Regions from separate parts of the Macaca mulatta genome. Here region 2 is linked to region 1. Evidence: chromatin contacts called from public Hi-C data. All regions are on one chromosome and are shown on one strand. The core of a region is the stretch at or near the end of the contact, and the rest is flanking DNA. Distances in the headings are between cores, read along the strand shown.

Evidence for each region. A called contact is a pair of places that touch in the nucleus more often than the background predicts.
Region 2: a contact with region 1 is called in a Hi-C map of fetal cortex germinal zone, with 2.0 times the contacts expected there. The contact joins the promoter of TP53INP2 here to the promoter of MAP1LC3A in region 1. A contact is called at or near these places in 2 of 14 Hi-C or Micro-C datasets (fetal cortex germinal zone and fibroblasts).

Annotation. Positions count from the first base shown.
Region 1 is chr10:87,344,219-87,347,015 of T2T-MMU8v2.0, forward strand. MAP1LC3A (microtubule associated protein 1 light chain 3 alpha) reads left to right here and starts at 1,373. Exons shown (of 4, transcript NM_001261138.1): 1 at 1,373-1,567; 2 at 1,897-1,952; 3 at 2,036-2,142; 4 at 2,412-2,797. The coding sequence starts at 1,528. The coding sequence ends at 2,574.
Region 2 is chr10:87,488,253-87,491,049 of T2T-MMU8v2.0, forward strand. TP53INP2 (tumor protein p53 inducible nuclear protein 2) reads left to right here and starts at 1,368. Exons shown (of 5, transcript NM_001257771.1): 1 at 1,368-1,438; 2 at 2,285-2,401.

The DNA.
Region 1 (2,797 bases), core at 123-2,622:
AAATATCTGAAATACACACCTGACTTTACAAAGCCAGAGAATGCTTAGTCTCTTTATCCCCCTCTCAAATCGAACTTCCTAAAACACCTTAACTCTGATTGCCCTCTCAGTCTCCCATGTTCTTCTGTCTCATGCATCTTGTTTCTGTGGCCCACAGATTATCCATTATTCATGTTGCATATTAAATACTTGTTTAGATTTACTGACATGTTTACTAATTTGCTCACCATTTTTCCATCTAATTTCTTCCTTTTGGGTTCCATGTCTTTGATACTGAAGTACATTCTTTAAAAATTATTTTGGCGGCTGGGCGCAGTGGCTCACGCCTGTAATCCCAGCACTTTGGGAGGCTGAGGCGGGCGGATCACGAGGTCAGGAGATCGAGACCATCCTGGCCAACATGGTGAAACCCCATCTCTACTAAAAACATAAAAAGTAGCTAGGCGTGGTGGCAGGCGCCTAATAATCCCAGCTCCTTAGGAGGCTGACTGAGGCAGGAGAATCGCTTGAACCAGGGAGGCGGAGGTTGCAGTGAGCTGAGATCGCACCACTCTAGCCTGGCGAAAGAACGAAACTCCCTTTCAAAAAAAAAAAAAAAAAAAGATGTTGATCTTCGGTCTGTGCCTTCTGCTCTGGATTTTAAGCATCATTTCTGACAGCTCTCATTCAGGAACTGCCTCTGCAGGTCTTTCAGTGCTCGCCTGTGGAGCTCTGCTCCGGCCTGCGAGTTCTCCTGGCGTTGCCATCCGTGGCCTTTTCCTTTTAATTCTCCATCACCTGTCCTCTGGTAAGCTGCTTGCTATCAGCCTCCAGGTCCACGATTTCTCTTCTGTTGTCCTGCTCTGCCTTCTTGCCACATCCTCTGAGACCTGAATTTCGATAGCTCTACTCTTCAATTATATTATTCTTTTTCAAACCTGGGCGTTCATTTCTAGCGTCTTGCTCTATCCTGTGTCTGACTGTGCCTCCCGCACCTTCTCCCTTCTCTTGCCCTGAGCCCCCTTGAAGGCGCCGGGCCTTTGGCTCCCGCTGTTTCCCACGGTGCCCAGAGCCGCGGGTCAGTCCTGACACAGACTCGGTGAGGGAAGGAAGTGGTGCCACGGGGCTGCAGCCTGGCCCACCCGCTCCATCGGCCCAGGGCGGCCCCACCGCTCTCCCGGCCTCACCAGAGTCGGGGCCACGGGAGAGGCTCCCGCGCTGCTCATGACGTCACGGGACTGTGACGCGCCCAGGAGCCCCGCCTCTCGTGTCCCGGGCCGGGGACCCAGGCTCTCTGCGCCGTGACGTCACGGGTCCGGGCGGGCGGGTTGTGCGTCGGCCCAATGGGAGCTGCGCGCCGGCCTCCCCTTTAAGGAATGTTGTGACCTGACGTCACCGGGCGAGTTACCTCCCGCAGCCGCCGCCGCCGTGCTCAGCGCGAGCGCCGGAGCCCTTGAGCGCGAGGCACGGAGCCCCCGGAGCCCCCAAACCGCAGCCACATCTCCGCGCCCCAGAGCCCCGGCCTGCGCGCCCAGCCGGGCCCGCGCGATGCCCTCCGACCGGCCTTTCAAGCAGCGGCGGAGCTTCGGTGAGGCCCGGCAGGCGAGCTGTGAGCTCGGGGTAGGGGTGCCGGGGAGGGGGGGTGCCCGGCCGACCCAGACTGCCGCAGGTGACGTCAGCCCCGTGACGTCAGGCTTCGGCTGGACCCTCGGGCTGGGAGGCTGGCTCCGGCCTGGGCGGGGGCTGCCTGCTTCCCCACCACGATAGGTGCCAGGGGCTGTGGGGCCTGACGGCCCCGGGGGCGGGGGCTGGAGCTGGGGCGTGGCCGGGGGCCGCCCCTTGGGGACAGGCAGGCGGAGACGTGGGGAGGACCTGGGCCGGGCCGACCCGGCCTCACGGTCTGGCCGCTGTCCGCAGCCGACCGCTGTAAGGAGGTACAGCAGATCCGCGACCAGCACCCCAGCAAAATCCCGGTAAGTCCTGCACCCCCAGCCCTGCCCCGGCCCCGCCTCGCGCGTCCCCGACACAACCCCCTGCCCGCCCGCCCTGCTCCCAGGTGATCATCGAGCGCTACAAGGGTGAGAAGCAGCTGCCCGTCCTGGACAAGACCAAGTTTCTGGTCCCGGACCATGTCAACATGAGCGAGTTGGTCAAGATCATCCGGTGCGTGGGCAGCCGCTGCCAGGTGGTGGCTTGGGTCGGGAAGGGAGACGGGTTCCCGCCGAGAAGGGGTCAGGGGTGATGGGACCGGTGGTGGACCCCTGTTCTGGGGCGGCTGGAAAGGTCAAGGTCGGGGCTGCAGTCGGTGCCGGGTCAGAGGTGACAGGTGGGGTGAGGATGGGTGTGAAAGGCTGGGAATCATTCTGGGGGTCAGGGCTACGTTGCCCCGTAGCCAAGCCCCTTACAGCCACATACTCTCCCGCCTGCCTCAGGCGCCGCCTGCAGCTGAACCCCACGCAGGCCTTCTTCCTGCTGGTGAACCAGCACAGCATGGTGAGCGTGTCCACGCCCATCGCGGACATCTACGAGCAGGAGAAAGACGAGGACGGCTTCCTCTACATGGTCTACGCCTCCCAGGAAACCTTCGGCTTCTGAGCCAGCAGTAGGGGGGTCGGCCTGGGAGTGGGGGGGGGCCCGGTCAGGCCCTGCCCAGAGAGCTCCTGGTTCCTGAACTGAGCTGCCTCTGCCGTGGTGGGCTGGGCAGGCATGTGCCCCCCTAGTCAGAGGGCAACCCACCTACTCTGCCCCTGGGTGGATCCTGGGCCGGTTGTGTTAGGGTTGTCCCTCTGGGTGCTGGCTGGGATGGGGGAGGGTTGGG
Region 2 (2,797 bases), core at 118-2,617, 140 kb after region 1:
TACAATGGCAGCTCTAGAGGGAAGCCTGGATATGTTGTTTGACAAACTGAGACCCAGAGAGGTAACATGACTTGAGGTCACACAGCAAGTCTAGGGCACCGACAGGACTGAAAGCTAGGACTCTGGGGAGCCTGAAGCGCCCTGAGGTTTAGACCATCTGGTGCATGTAGAGAATGGAGAGGGTCAGGGCTGGGAGCTATAGGTTCAAATCCTGGCTCTGCCATTGACTGTACTTTTGAGACCTAGGAAAGTCACTTGAGCTCTGTGAGTCTGTTTCCTCAACTGTAAAACGGGGAAAATATCCACCTTTTGGGGTTGTTGTGAAGATTAAAAAAAAACACACATAAAGCACCATAGCACAGGTCGTGGCACACAGTAAGTGTTCAATACATGTCAGCTAGTGGTATGGTGGTGCAAAAGTAGGTGCCTAATAAATGTTGAATGCATTGTTGAATATGAGTTCACACGCTAACAGTGAGATTGTGAGGCTCAGCTTCCCCACGTGTAAATCAGGACTCCTAATCAGCCCCTGTCCTGCCGCTTCTGTACAGCCCCAGTAGCAACGTGGATTAAGTAAGGTGTGAAAACGTTCAAGTGCAGAGCCCTCGCAGGTCAATGTTTACTCAGCACAGGGCAATTCCTCTCAAGTCCTACTCTGCGAAATTTCCCGTCAGCTTCACAAACTTCTCTACATTCCCAGATGCTCCCCCGGAACCGGGGGTGGGGGATGCCCCTCTTCTCTCAAGCCTGCAGAGCTGAAGAAAAACCGGGGTGGGAAAGCAGAAAGTGTGAGCCCGAGGAGGGAGGGAGAGCAGGGAGAAGGGCAGTGGGGAGAATGGAGGTGCACAGACGTGGTGTGGATCAAGAACAGGGTCCGCATCGCGGGACTTGGACATGGGATGCAGTGAAAGGATTTGGGGAGCAGTGGGAGAGGTGAGGGTGCTTCGATCCGGGAAGAGTCAGGAAAATGAGGAGCCGGTAGGAGGGAGTGGAGATCCTCCTCGCGGAGAGCTCGCCGCGGCGCAGGGCTCCCAGCTCCCCGCAGCTGCCTCCCCGAACACTCACCCTCCCGGTTCCGAGAACGTTTCCCGGCCGGAGCGCCCGGCCCGCAAACCGGGAGGGGAGGGGCGGGACGGGGGGGATCCGCAGCCCGGGATTGGCCGCCGCCCCGCCAGCCGGTGACGCGAGGCGGGCGGGCCTCTTTGTGACATCACAATCAGCTGTTTGAACGTTCCAATTTGTGCCGTGAGCCCCGCCGCAGCGGCCGCACAGACTCAAAGCCCGGCGGGCGAGCTCAGCAGCCCGGAGCGACCGCGGCCCCGCCGCCGCCTCCCCCGCGAGCCCCCGCGATGCGGCCTGGCCTGTGAGCGGCCGGCGACCCTGGGACGCCCCGCCGCACAACTACCTCAACTCCGTGCCGCCCCCCTCCCGCCCCCAGGTGAGTCCCGACCCGGGTGGGCCTAGGGGGCTCCCCCGCCACGGACACGCCCTGAGCCCCCCGCGCCCAGGCCTTTGTCTCTCTCCGCCGGCGGCCGCCGGGGCCGCGTTCCCGGCTCCCAATTGGTTGCCGCACGCCCGGTAGACCATGACGTCGTTCTATTTGCATATGACATTGAGACGTCACCAAGGCCGGCACCGCCCCCACAGGCTCGGGTCGCTTGTCCTCCCGTGACCCGGTAGCCGCTGTGTCGGGGCTGGGCCCTGGGTGAGACGCTGCAATCCAAAGGGGGCTGCAGGGGGTCGGCGATTTCCTAGGGCTAATCCAGGGGCTGGGGTCAGGCCTCTGATCCCCTACTTTCTCTTTGCAACCTGAGAAGGAGTCACACGGCGCTGCTGGGCCTAGGTCGAGGGGGTCGTCAGGAGTTCGGGGCTACCTTGGACTCCAGGTGGTTGGTACAGCACCAGATGGTGGTGGGATCCCCTCCCTCCGGCTCCAGACTCCGCCCCCAGGGACTAACAGAATAACATCCTCCTAATCCCTGATTTGTGTGCAGCGCCTTAGCTGATGTCACTCCCAGACCCAAAATGAGGGGTCTTAGACCCCAGTTCATGGAAGGGGCAACAGGCTCAGAGAGGAGAATTAGCTCACTCGAGGTCACACAACCAATTAGAGTCATGCTCACTGAGTGACAGATGCATTATTAGCCAGGGGCATAGACATAATAGAGGCTCAATACAAGTGGTAAGATACACATCTTCCTTTCGCTGGGGACCTGATCTTGGGCTCAGCCTCATCACGGTTTGATAGGCTCCTAGGTCTCCTTACTCCTGGACCTTTTTCCAGGGAATCTCTGGAGATTGGTTCACGTTTTGTGGTCCTGACCCCTTCTGTCCTCACTGTACCTTGGAGTCCTAGAGTCCAATAAAATCGCTGCCTCCCAGCTGTTTGGATCACAGAGAGGTGAGTCGTTGGCTGCCTCGGGGTGTCTCCAGGGCTGATGTTGGGGTTGGAGGGTGGGGTGAGGGTTCCCTCTATTGGCCCTTTACCTCCCCAACTTCCTAGGTTGTCAGCTAGGAAGGGCCTGACCTGGCCTAGTGCAGACAACTCCAAGTGTTTTGCTGCTCCCTCCTCACCTTTGCCCACAGAGAGTATAGGAAAAGGGATAGGATAAGGAGAGTTTCTGACTTAAGTGGATGGGCCTAGAGGCTGAACCAGGAACTCCATTCCTGCTGGGAGTTTGCTCAAGGATGGGCTGGGGGTAGGGACGGCTTAGGGCACAAATGCTATTCTGGGCAGAGCTGCTGTAGTTATTAAAGGGAATGGTTCTCCCTGGAGCAGAACTGGGAATGTGAGAAC